Regions from separate parts of the Triticum aestivum genome. Here region 1 is linked to region 2. A link is a contact called in public Hi-C data. All regions are on one chromosome and are shown on one strand. Each heading gives the region's core, a stretch centred on a gene start, on an enhancer-like site or on the middle of the called end of the contact. The rest is flanking DNA. Distances are from core to core; before and after follow the strand shown.

Region 1 (6,946 bases), core at 2,445-4,944, 160 kb after region 2:
GAACGGAAACGTTTTCCTTGAAGCGACTGTATGGGATGTACATACGAAACGGACATTTAGCGGGGCTGACTGTGTGGGATGTACTTGCCACCGGAAACAATTTCGTCTATATAATTGTAATTTTTTTAGCTCTACTGTACGTATTTCCGTATTTGAGCGCTCACCGGTCGCACACGACCTTATTTTGCCGAGCGTGTGTGCCAGGAAGACATATCCCCGATGGTTTCTGGGTCGTGTGGGAAGGACCCCCCTATCGCCCACACTCACTAGGCGACGGTTTCAAATGCCGTCGCGGAAAGGGGTTAAAAACCGTTTGTATAGCACCGACGTGTACTAGTGAACGTATCTATAATTTTTTATTGTTCCATGCTATTATATTATCTATTTTATATATTTTTTTGGACTAACCTGTTAACCTAGTGCCCAGTGCCAGTTGCTGTTTTTTCTTGTTTTTGACTTTTACAAAAAAATCAATACCAAACGGAGTTCAAACAGAATAAAACTTTACGATAATTTTTCTTGGACCAGAAGAAACCCACGAGACTTGGGGAGGAGGCCAGAAGACCCACGAGGGGGCCACAAGCACTGGGGGCGCGTGGCCAGGGGGCTTGTGGGCCCCCCGTGGATCTGCTAACCCTAACTCCGCTTCTATAAATACCCAAATATCCCCCCTATCTCAGATGGCACACCAAAAATATTTTTCCGCCGCCGCAAACTTCTGTTCTCGTGAGATCCCATCTTGGGGTCTTTTCCGGCACTCCGCGGGAGGGGATTCGATCACGGAGGGCCTCTACACCAACCTCGCTGCCCTTCCGATGAAGCGTGAGTAGTTTACCACAGACCTACGAGTCCATAGCTAGTAGTTAGATGGCTTCTTCTCTCTCTTTGATCTTCAACAATGTTCTCCTCGATGTTTTTGAAAATCTATTCGATGTAATCTTTTTTTGCGGTGCATTTGTTGAGATCCGATGAATTGTGGATTTATGATCAGATTATTTATGAATATTATTTGAGTCTTTTCTGAACTCTTTTATGCATGATTGAGATAGCTTTGTATTTCTCTCTGATCTATCGATTGGTTTGGCTAACTAGATTGGTTTTTCTTGCAATGGAGAGGTGCTTTGTGATGGGTTCAATCTTGCGGTGTCCTCACCCAGCAACAGTAAGGGTAGCGAGACATATATTGTATTGTTACCATTTTCATCCCGCCGGGCCTGGCCTGACCTAATGCAGCCTACCAAACGCGCCCTTCTATGCAAACTGCTTTCTGTATAAATGCAGTTGTTCGATGACCTACAAAAATATGTGATCTGGATATCTTGCGGCAGATGATGACATGTTGTGCGATCACACACAACATGATCGTGAAGAATGATTGGATGGTCAGCTTCATTGTCAATATCCGTGGACGAGTCCGGACCAGTCCACAGACATATACTATGTCCTTTAGGAGAGTTGCGTTGGAGATGCCCTAATTGACCTAATACGACAATTCAAGTGGACATTTTTCAGAAACAATGTACTTTTCAGGTCCGTAATTTACGCCCAGATTGACCTGCAAAACGGCCATCAAGCAAGGCTTAAGAGGCTTCTGTTCTGAACTCCATTCGATTTCTCACGAAGACCCATGTGTACGGACAGAAGCGTTCAGGCTGCTACCTACTTCTTTTTTCCTGAAAGTAAACTCATGTTATTCCTCGGTGAATGATATGTTCACTCCTTCCGTTTCGAATTAAAAAAAAAACATGTTCACTCCTCGAGCAGCGGCTCCAGCGATATGAAATCATCGCACAGGGTCATGGTCGCTGACGACCTTTTCCAAGACACACGACCGAACAGGAGGGCGCTCTGCAGGTGAGGCGATGTGCATGGTTGACCTACCACACGATCTTGAGCGCGTGCAAATCTGATTTTATTATACTGAACCAACACCGACAATCTTGAACACTTCACGGGCGTGCAAGGATCGATGAAACGAGTCATTTGAAAGGGGTACCGATTCTACTTTTGCTGTGTAAACGTAGGGGCACTGGTGGAATCTCTGGTAATGTGGTAGTAACCTTGCCTGGTCGGTCAGATTCTTCCACTGACCAAGGCATCACACGTACGGTTTCGTTGATCATGTGCTCGGTTGTTTAGCTTTTGTTTATACTTTGAAACTGACTTACACAACTAGATTTACATAAATCCCTGCTCCGTCCGGCGGCCGTAGAAGCCAGACGTATCGGCCGGCTGGCCTCCCTTTTGCTTTCTCTCTTCTCGTGACAAAACTGAACTTCGTGGAATCCTTTGTCCGAGCATGAATTTCATGAGTGACCTGAGCATGGCTTCCCCAGTTTCCCTCCTTCAGGCTGGCGATAACCAACAAGCAATCGTTGGCGATTCTCATCCTCCTAATTCGTATATTGCTGACCGACAAAAGAGCTTTTTTTTTATATAACCAACGAAAGAGCTTTTTCTTTAGGGGCACCAACGAAAGAGCTTTGTGGTGGCATGCAAGCACCTCAAGGGCAGATACTATTACCCGCACGGGTTGTGGGATAGCGACCAAAGGCGTAACCCCGCCCGTGTGAATGGGCCGCCAGGTTGTGTCTGCATTTTTTCTGCCGGTTTACTTTTTATTCTATTTTCTTAGATTTTTCCTTTTTTGTCATTTTGCTTACTTTCCTGTTTTTCTTATTTTTCAAATACGAAAACAACTTTTAAATTCATAAAAAATTTCTAAATCACGATTTGTATGAATGCATGATGTTTTCCAAAATCGCGAATGATTTTTAAATTTATCAACATTTTTTTCAAATTCGGGAATAATATTGAAATCCGTGAACATTTTCTGAATTTCGGGACATTTTTTCTCAAATTCTCAACATTTTTCAGAAAATTCGTGAACCTATTTTAAACATCATCAACAATTCTTGAATTTCAGAACGTTAATCAAATTTGCTGATATTTTTACGAAATTTGTGAAAGAAACAATTAGTGAACTTTTACCGAACTCAACAATATATTTTGAACTTCATGACCTATTGTAAAAATTTGTGAACATTTCTCAAACTTTAGAAAAAAAATAATTAGTCAAAAAAAGTGAACTCAAGAACATATGTTGAATTTCATGAAAATTTTCGAAATCACAAACACTTTTAAAGTCATGAACATTTTACGAACTCACGGATATTTTTTTAATTTATGAGCAGTTTTTTGCACTCATAAAAAATTGAATTTGTGAAGATGTTTTTTTAATACACCAATAATTATTTTAAATTCGCAAACATTTCCCAAATCATGTAAAAAAGTTGAATACAAAAATTTAGTTTTTCAAAAATAAAAGCCCGAGTTTGCGGACATTCTAATGCGCGTACACTTTTAAAAGTTTAAAAAATTGAAAACCCGAATGTTTCTTTAAAAACAAAAATGAAAAAAATGAAACACAAAAGCAATAAAGAAACACAGGCGTGCGGGCCATCAACGGGCTGGCCCAATGTGTGCGGATGGGGTGCGCCTTTGCTCGTTACACCCCGCACAGGTCGAGGAATAGGCACTCACGGCCTCAAAGCGTTTTTTTAGCCAACCTCAAATCGTTTCTGGTTTAGCAAATCCGTGAATCACCACAGCAGACGCGCCCAGGTAGAGCCTATTGACCGGTTCAGGTAGCGATAAAATGGGCCGGCCCGTTTAGACTACAGCGCATCCGGTCATATTCACGATGGCTTCGGGGGAGCAACTAACTGCCGAGTACTCCTTTGGGAGCTCCGCAACGATCACCCGGATGGGCTGAGCGCATCATTTGGCATCATTTGGCGCATTCTCAGCTGCCGTCACATGTTGCGCTCTGGGCGCTCCTTTGGATTTTTTTTTCGCATGCTTTTAGGCTTTTTAGATGGGTTTTTCGGCTTTTTGGTTTTCTACTAGTCTTTCTTATCTTTTGGACAAAAATATATTTTTCTAATTTCTTTTCTAAAAAACATTTTTTTTCTTTAGCAAAAGGCACGGTTTTGCTTTCACGAAAGGTACGGGCGTGCCTCTCGGAAATGAAAAAATGTGTTTTATTTTTTTCGCTAGAGGCACGGATTTACTTCCTCGCAGTTGGGATCCACCAGGTCGAAGCGTACGTACGGTTATTTGTCTGGTCGCAATACTGTACGTACATACTGATCGATCGGTCTCATGAACCGTGGCCGTGTAAGGAGCGGCACGTGTTGCGGTGGTGCCCCGTACGTAGTTGTTCACGCAGTCCTGTCTAAATCATGCACAGGTACGTACAACCACGCTGTAAAAAAGACAGCCATGTATGTACATACGGGCGTGGTCTCGAACGCGTACAACAATGGCATCATATTCATCGGCATCCAACCGACTGGGTCGGAACGGAGAAATATCATTGTGTTCATCGGGAGGCAACAGACTGGGTCGGAATGCTCCATGTTCATCGGGAGCCAACCGGCTTGGGTGGAAAGTCGAAACGGGGTCCTGTTCATTGGGAGGGGTCTGGTACAGCAAAACAGAGCAAACAAACTTCTCTCCAACCACTTAGGGTCAAAAAGGGGTCATGTTTATCAGGAGGGGTGTGGTGTACCGCAAAATGAAGGAAAGTGACTTCTCACCAACCGCCTATGGTCGAAACGGGGTCCTGTTCATCGAGAGGGGTCTGACGTACCACAAAGCGGAACTCCATGGGCTATTGTTCATCCACCGTCGACTTCCTCCAGCCTCCACCAGCTACTGTTCATCCACCTTCGACTTCCTCCAGCCTCCACCAGCTACTGTTCATCCACCTTCGACTTCCTCCACCCTCCACCGGCCACTGTTTATCCAGCCTCCACGGGGTCCTGTAAATCCACCCCAACCGGCTGGGGTGTAGCGTATCGCGCCACAGCCTCCTCGGGGTCATGTTCATCCAGCGGCAACCGCCTACTACCACGGGGTCCTATTCATCCAAACCCCACCGACTTGGGTGGGGCATACGAGCGGGCTGCAGCAGCGGGAACTTTTCATCCACAGCCAACCAACCGGCTAGGTCGACTCACCACGTCTCGCGCAAGGGCTCGATCGATGCAAGTCTCGACTCATTTTACGTATCGCGCGCGCGGCAGCAACGGGCATTGTTCATCGAGAGACAACCGAACACTGGCCGGCTACGTACGTCTCGTACGGGGGCTCAATCGACTTTAGTAAGCAGCGAGAAGGATCGATGGGGGTTCAAATAGCAGTGAAGGAATCACTCGGATTCAGTTAGCAGCGAAGGGATCGATCGGGTTTAGTACATAGCGCGAGGGATCGATCGCTTGGGCTCAATACGTAGTGCGAGGGCGAGATCGATCGCTCGGGTTCAGTAAACTATGAAGAAAGGGGATCTCTTTGGAAGGTGTCTCGCATTACCATGGAGAACGCATGGTCAACGAATAGAAAAGCCAAGAATACCTTAGCATGGAGAATGGAACTTGCCTATGAAGCCAAAGACTCAAGCGTATAAAGTCATCTCGAAGAAGATATCCAACATCCTCAGCTTGAAGGCTACTATTGGAGTCCTGAATTAGGGGTGCATGCCACGTCGGCCTGCCAGTGATGGCCCGGACCGAGGACCCATTGAGGATTGCTGACGTGTCCATACTAACCCTTGCCCTTGGCAAAATCAAGACAGAGATCTCCTAGATGCTTGGCGCCCACTTCAAGCTTATTTGAATAGTTGGCATGTTTATCCCTACATTGTAGCCGATCATGTGTAAACCCTAGGTACCCCCGGCGTCTATATAAGCCGTGGGGTTTAGTCCATAGAGGCAAGCGCATTCACATTTGCAAGGTTTAGAGCTTAGACAAACTCGTGCGATCTCAAGGTAGATTAATATGTACTTTCTACCCCATCACAATCAATATATAAGAAGCAGGACGTAGGGTTTTACCTCATTAATTAAGAGAGCCCGAACTGAAGGAAATATGCCCTAGAGGCAATAATAAAGTTATTATATATTTCCTTATATCATGATAAATGTTTATTATTCATGCTAGAATTGTATTAACCGGAAACTTAGTACATGTGTGAATACATAGACAAACAGAGTGTCCCTAGTATGCCTCTACTAGACTAGCTCGTTAATCAAAGATGGTTAAGTTTCCTAGCCATAAACATGTGTTGTCATTTGATGAATGGGATCACATCATTAGAGAATGATGTGATGGACAAGACCCATCCGTTAGCTTAGCATTATGATCGTTGAGTTTTATTGCTATTGCTTTCTTCATGACTTATACATGTTCCTCTGACTATGAGATTATGCAACTCCCGAATACCGGAGGAACACCTTGTGTGCTATCAAACGTCACAACGTAACTGAGTGATTATAAAGATGCTCTACAGGTGTCTCCGAAGGTGTTTGTTGGGTTGGCATAGATCGAGATTAGGATTTGTCACTCCGTGCATCGGAGAGGTATCTCTGGGCCCTCTCGGTAATGCACATCACTATAAGCCTTGCAAGCAATGTGACTAATGAGTTACTTGCGGGATGATGCATTACGGAACGAGTAAAGAGACTTGCCGCTAACGAGATGAACTAGGTATGATGATACCAACGATCGAATCTCGGGCAAGTAACATACCGATGACAAAGGGAACAACGTATGTTGTTATGTGGTTTGACCGATAAAGATCTTCGTAGAATATGTAGGAGCCAATATGACCATCCAGGTTCCTCTATTGGTTATTGACCGGAGATGTGTCTCGGTCATGTCTGCATAGTTCTCGAACCCGTAGGGTCCGCACGTTTAACGTTCGATGATGATCGGTATTATGAGTTTATGTGTTTTGATGTACCGAAGGTTGTTCGGAGTCCCGGATGAGATCACGGACATGACTAGGAGTCTCAAAATGGTCGAGACATAAAGATTGATATATTGGAAGGTTATATTCGGACACCGGAAGGGTTCCGGGGGTCACCGGATAAATACCAGAGTA
Region 2 (7,147 bases), core at 3,048-5,547:
TTTAATCTGTGTCATAAATCGTATGCACCATTTAAGCTATGAACCTCTGAAAACATAAGCCGATGATACACATATGAACTAATAAAATAAACATTAGCAAAATGCTCTTGGAAAACGTATACATAAATCATACCACGTGAGCATCCAATGGTGGTGGATAGTTGTTACTTATAGTATCGATCCAACTGAAAATCATATTATGATACCCATAAGGCTTCCCATTCATTTTTTCCGCATAAATCCAAGCTGCTGTCTCATTAAATTTTGCTCGTAAATCTTGACGTAATGGAAGCAATGCAATCTGAGGATTTGAATCATCCTTTGTCGTTTCAAACTCCCACCATTCTTCCCATGGCAAGACAGCAATAATATCTTCTCCCTGCACAACTCTGTTTGTTAGCTTAATTTGCAAGACTGAAACTGATATAACGCATGTGTCAAGAAATACCCTGCAAATAATTTGGCCCCCACAGTAATAATTTGTAATTCAAGCAGAACAACATCTAAATATGATTAGCACTTGGTAGTAACATTTCCCTTATTTGTCTTCCGTACAAACTTCACATTACAGGTAAAAAACAAAGATTGAAGACAGTTTGCAGATATAACTATACCTATAGCCAGTAACAGCAACGAGAACATTATTTTCTGGTGAAATATGCACATTCTACAGAATGCTTTTAAAGTTTGCCCCTCTTAATATGGCTGAAATAACTGACACAGATATACCATGCAGTGCAAATTCACTATCTATATTGTCAAATTATTCAATAAATAACTATAATTTGCAAGCATATAGCAGTTCTATACTTCTCATCCTTCTAGGCAAAAAGGAAAGGAGTTAACTCATTTAGATCAAACTATGGGATCTTACAGTAAGACTGCTGTAACTAGTTAATCGAAATAACAAACAGCTAGTATCTACAAGTGTCATTTTATCATGCCTATCACATAGGGTAATACTTAAAATGTTGGATCTTTACTATTTTTTCAGTTCTGATACAGTAATGATCTTGTACAGGTACCTCCTCATTTTCATGACCAGATTCTCCAACCCACAGCTTTCCTTCGGAGTCCCTCAGGCAAACTGCAGTATGGCCTGCATAAGCTCCGGTAACCCACTTCTCAAGGGTTTCAAAACCACCCCAGCGTCCACGGATTTTCGACAAAACCAAAAAATCTCCAGATTGGATGTCATCAGGATTTAATTCTGAAACCCACGGTTTTGGCCGTTCCTCAAAGGTCGCACCCATATGCTTTTTGAGAAATGCAAGGTTTGCATTCTCACCCCATCCGGTATTAGTGAAAAGAGGGAAAACATCCCAGAGTGCTCTGAGTGTCCCGATTGTTCCTGACGGCATGAGGAAGATGGACACTCCATTATGTTTCACCTATTTTAAGATAACAAAACAGCGCAATTGTATCAACAATGTTAAATGTCAGTTGTAAACAGAACAAGCATCAGTTACTACATAGTACTTACATAGTCATATTCGGCCTTGCTTTCCCATTCTTTGATTTCAAGGGTATGCTCACGGCCTAGAAAGTAGTAATCCCATGTAACACGGTACGGAGTTGCAAACACATAAAGATCCATGCAAGTCCAGCTATGTGCTTTCGTTGTCTACAGAAAGGAAAGGTTAGTTTCAAAATGGGTAGTAAGACAGGGAAGATGTTTGTATAAAGGAGGGAAAAGAGAAATACTATTTTAACTTGTAGTCAGGGTAGTATTTAGCTTTCTAATCTAAAATCATAAAAAAAAAGTTGAGCAATAGGCTTTAATTGTGCAAACCACGAACTTTAAAAACAAATGAATACTGCCTTTAATCTAATAAAAACAAGACAACAAACATCACATGGAAGATAATTCTGGCTACTGAAAGTTAGAACAAACATGGATTGCATGAATACCCAATATAAGTCTCAAGATGCAAGTCGGATTTCCCCCATCCATCCTTACGGCATAAAATTGATGAGAACACATGATACCTTGCTCTTGTATGCATTGTACTACGGATAGGATTTAACAATCAAGCAATAGGTTGGAACATATCATACTGCCTTTCAATAGTAAGTAGCAAAATAGTTTGCTCTCGGTGTTGTTAGGATTAGAAAATAGTTTGCTCTCTGTGTCATTAGGATCAGCCTTTGGAACAAGTCGTTAAGGGAGAGCCAGTTAATCAGGATAAAAAGTTTGAACCGCTCTTCTAGTGGACCCCAGTTGCTGTCAGCATGTAAATTAAGAATCTATTTGAAAAACAAATATCAACCTTAAGCATGTATGTGGACCTTACTGATTAAAAATCTAACCCATTGATGACTGCTTCGAGTTCTCATTCCTGAGAATTGCAATTCCCTATAGTGCAATTATAGCTTCCAATCTAAATGATGACAGGATGCTAACAGCCATAAAACATGATAGACCAGTGCATGTACTTTGCCGTGATTATAATTATTTTTTTAGCCCAATCCGGATAAGGACTAGTTATGTTCCCCACAATTATAAACTAACAGGAACCAAGTTTTGATCACGCAAGGGGACACAACTAAGAAGTATACTAAAAAAAGCAACAACTGCCACAATTGGGCAATAATGAAATCAACCCATTTACCAAACCTACAGGCCACTGCTCAAAACTAGGAATCCCTGTGTTCGATATGGCGATACTGGAAATACCAAAATCGTGTAAGATCGTTCCAGAAGTTATGGATAACAAATTACACCCTGACGAGTTCCCCATTACCTCACTAGGAGAGAAAGTGGTTCTACCATCCACCCGACCGTACCCAAAAGCGAGTATAATAATAAGCAACGCGAGGTGGGTCTCGCACCGGCGTTCACCTCGAGATGGACCGTGCCGCCCCCGAGGCCCCCGTCGGTCCCGTTGGCGTCGCGGAACTCCATCCACGCCCGGTTCTCGTAGAAGCAGGCCCCCTTCCATTCCGCGGCGCGCGCGCCGTCGCCCCCGGGCACGCGCGCGGCGCCGACGAAGGCCGGCAGGAGGTCGGCGGGGCTCCGCAGCGCGAGGCGGCGGAGCAGCGGCTGGGCCACCGGCCACGGCAAGAGCGGGAGGAGGTCGCCGGGGAGCACCGGGGCGCGGAGCAGCAGGAGCTGCGGGAGCGGGCCGCGCGAGGCGGCGAACAGGAGGGCGGCGACGAGGAGAGGGAGGAGGAGGAGCTTGAGCCTCGAGGCTCCCATGGCGGGGGGCTAGGGTTCGGCCGCCGCCGCGCCAAGGAATTCAGATGCGGGGTTGAGGCTTGAAACAAAGGGAGGAGGAAATTTTGTGAGGTTTGCAAGGTTTGCTTGTTGGTAGCGGCTCCTCGCTTGTTGCTTCCGCATCGAGTTGACCGTCGTGTTGCGTTGCGTGCGCCTTGCTCGAGGTAACAACAACGACGGTTCGAGGCTTGCGATGCTGTTCTGCTCCATTTCCATTTGGTTTAGAGTTTCGTAGATACCAAGCCAGCGAGAATAGTTCACGAGGCGGATCAAAAATGGTTTGCACATATTTCTGGCATATTCCAAGGATATACACACTGCTAGTACTGTCTTGTTTGCGTAAAAAAGTGGAGTGGTAGTACTAAATTGCGACGTGTCATCGTCATAAACTCGGTGAGTTGGACACGGCAGTTGAGGATGCAGTTAAGTGGCGCGCGTGTCCCTCCCGCAGCCACGATGCATTTTCATTTCTATCCGCAATCACATGGGAAGATAATAAAAGAAGTGAAAACCCGTCTCCCGATCTTGATTCATCAGAAAATAAAACAGAATACCTATCCGGAAGTTAAAAAAATGAGGAAACGCCTATCCCGAAGTAAGCTCTCAGCAGTTCGCGGCGACCGTCCTCTGCGGCGGACTTTGCGGGAAGCACCGTGCCGTACCTTGAGGTGGACCGTGCCGCCGCCGTACTTGGAGCCGGAGTCGTTGTGGAAGGACAGCCAGGCCTCGTTCTCGTAGAAGCAGGCCCCCTTCCAGCCCACGGGCGCGGTGCCCGCCTGCGCCGGCCCGGCCGTCGCCGCGCCCACGAACACCGGGAAGATGTCCGACGCGCCGCGGAGCGCCCGGAGGGCCGCCATCGCCACGCGCCGCGGCAGGAGGGGCAGGACGTCCGTGGGACTGAACGGCAGGGAAGTGAGGATTCCGCTGCCCGCGCCCCACGGGGCGCCGCCATCGTCTGCGCCGGAGGGGCGGAGGAGCAGCACGGCCGCGAGCGAGGCCGAAACCAGCAGCAGAGACACGGCGGCGAGCTTGGAGACTGCCATGGTGGTGTGCGGTTCGGGGGGAATTTGATCTGGGAGCTTTTTTTATATGCGGGGAACCTGGTGGTGCCGGTAACGCACTTCCGTGTCAAAAATGGCCAGCCAGCACGGTGAAGGCAGCAGCGGTGTTTGGTACGCAAATGTTTTTGGTTGTACCGTGTGGCTCTGGGCCCCGGAGTGGTTTCACCGTCCAATGGAAAAGCTTGCACTTAATGATACTCCTTGATTACTCTAGTTGTGTGGGGAAGATGTCAATTTAACCGTAAACACACTTGCAAAACGTCTAATTGCAAATAAAGATTTTTTTAGAGGTTTTGAGGAGTTGAGGAAAAAATTAAGCCATGAGATTTTTCTTTCTTTTTGCGGATAAAGGGCTAAAGTCATATATTAAATATCACAAGTCCTTACGAATACACACTTATAGAAAAAAATGACATCCAAATTCTTTTCTTTTGGAGCTGATACATCCAAATTCTTATAGGTGTCAAAATCTTCTTCCTCATGACTGATATGCACACTCGTGCGTATTCGAGAAAAATCTTCTTCCTCATGCATTACAAACGGCCCACTGTGAGCTCGATTTTTTGTTGGGCCTCAGCCTCAGCGGAGCATATTTGTTCAAACCTCTTAGAGAAGCACCTTTACAACTACTTTTTTTTGCGTAGTAATACTTGTCTCATTAATAACATAAAGATTCAGTTACAAGCCACGTAAATATCGACATTACAGACTGAAAAGATAGGATAATCCTATGCAAAAAAAAACAGCGCCTGGCCCTCTCCATTAAGGAAAAGGAGACACATCACCTCTTCACCCGAGCTCGACGCGGCTCCATCGCTGATCAGCAGCTTTACGGACCTCCAAAGTAGTTGCCTAAAACAAAACCATTGTCGTTGAAAGAATCAGATCGGGGCAACGTGTCCCCGGACACGCCGTCGAACTCCAGAACTGACACCCCCGCACGACTACAACGTCGGAGGAGAAAACCAGAACTGTCAGCCTCCAACCACAAACCCAGCACAAGATGCACTATCTTCCAGCTGTCACTTGTGTAGACAAGCATCTGCGCGTACTCCTGGATGACAAAACCTCCCTGCTCCACCATGGCGTAGGAGACAACGCCGCAGCAACGGGGACAGAGCAGAAGGAGAGACACACCTGATGGAGTTACCGCCGCTGCCTCGCCGACACCATCCATGAACCCTAACGCCGCCGATCTGAAGGATCGACGAACACACGATGCCACCAACTCCGAGACGCCGCCATGAAGGACACCGCCGGTGTGGGAGTGGAGTTGAGGCAGATTTATTCGTCCGGACACCGCTCCCACCACCCCAACGGCGCACCACGACTTACAAATCCAAACCCTAACTAGGGAGCGGAGGAACGGCGTCCGTCCCTTAGTATATGTATTACAAACGTTATATGTGTTACAGTGATTTAAAAAAACACTTCTCTTTGTAATTCATAGCTACTTTCTTTCTTTGAATTTATTTGGTCCCTTATTATTTTGGGTCAAGTTTTGACCTTAGATTTAACTAGCAAAATATAATCGTATACCACTTGCAAATTACTTTCGAATACTAATCTTATGATATAATTTCCGTGGCATATAAATTACATTTTAGTATTTAAATCTATGCTCAAAATTTAACACAAAATACAAAGGGGCTAATAAAGGGAACGGAGGAAGTACCACCTTAACCCCGAAGAATAATTTGACACAATGCTTCATTTCTGCCTTAGCGAAACTCAATTCAACATTAAAAATACATGGGAAAACTAATGGGTGAATGTCTGTAGGGAAATGTGCTGCGCACCAAAATTTATGCTACACGATCACACACAGGAACACTATGAAAATTGTGGTAACAATCAAACTCACCGACTAGCAAAGTAGTGGAAGCAGTGAAGAGTCGGTGAAGTGTAACGATTCCCGCAGCTAGGTTACACCTCCCACCCGCGAGAATGTTCTCCAAGACAAGAATCGGAGTAGATGACCCCTCTGAGGTATCCACGCGTTCCGAAGTAGTAGTCCGGTAGAGATTCGGCGTTCAGGAAGAACTACTATGAGGAAACTAGAGAAAGCCTAACGAGGCTTCTCGTCTGATTAGGAGTCTAATTCTCTTAGATCAATTAGATCAAAATTAGAGCCCTTCTAAATAGGATGCTGAACACTTAGACCAATTAGACCGGGAAAGCGTGGAGCTATGCGGGGGAGAGGCTCTTGGATTTGATGTGTCCCAAGAGCAAGGCTTCCCTACATATATATATAGGCGGTGGACTAGGAGGAGGCGCCCCAAGAAGAGGGAGTACGAGCCTGTTTGGTTGCTGCCCTGGAGCAAAACTACCTGGTACGGTGCTTGCCTAGGAGCTGTCTGTACTTTGTTTGATTGGTATCCTGAAGATCCGATAGTAGCCTAGCCTGGAAAAATGGAGCGCGTCATTAGCCCGGACGCTAAAATCTGAATGCGTTATTAGCCTGGTCCAGGCGACCAGGCGACCCGAACCACACCTCTGGATGTGCCTTGGATGGTAATCCTCTTGTCACCCAATTTATAATAGCAGAAAGTACATGTGAGTACACTAGTAGAAAACGGGCCTTTAATCTTGGTTCTGGAACCGGGACAAAAGGATCGGGACTAAAGCCCCCTCCCCTTTAGTCCCGGTTCTGTTACGAACCGGGACTAAAGGCCCTCCACGTGGCCGCTGTCTGGAGCTCCACCTTTATTCCCGATTGATAACACCAACCGGGACTAAAGGAATTTTTTTGAAATTTTGTTTTCAATTTTTTTTCCCGATTTTTAAATTTCTGAATTATTTTATAATTTAATCTCTAATCACCCCTCATCACTACTCAATTTAAAATATAATCTCTATTCTCTAATCA

The links. Hi-C and Micro-C count contacts between places; a contact is called where the count stands out from the background.
Region 1: a Hi-C map of leaf shows a contact between it and region 2, with 2.7 times the contacts expected there. The contact joins the enhancer-like site here to the promoter of LOC123079422 in region 2. A contact is called at or near these places in 2 of 5 Hi-C or Micro-C datasets (both in leaf).

The regions. Positions count from the first base shown.
Region 1 is chr3D:434,535,492-434,542,437 of IWGSC CS RefSeq v2.1, forward strand. No RefSeq gene overlaps it. Among protein-coding and RNA genes, the nearest start is that of LOC123079423, 12 kb to the right of the region's middle. Within about 2 kb of position 3,695, at least 5 of the 8 cell types and tissues checked have an H3K27ac peak or open chromatin away from gene starts, as enhancers often do. A contact at or near this core is called in leaf, where this site is marked.
Region 2 is chr3D:434,377,877-434,385,023 of IWGSC CS RefSeq v2.1, forward strand. LOC123079422 reads right to left here and starts at 4,298. Exons shown (of 7, transcript XM_044502192.1): 1 at 3,880-4,298; 2 at 1,484-1,624; 3 at 1,026-1,391; 4 at 134-379. The coding sequence starts at 4,260.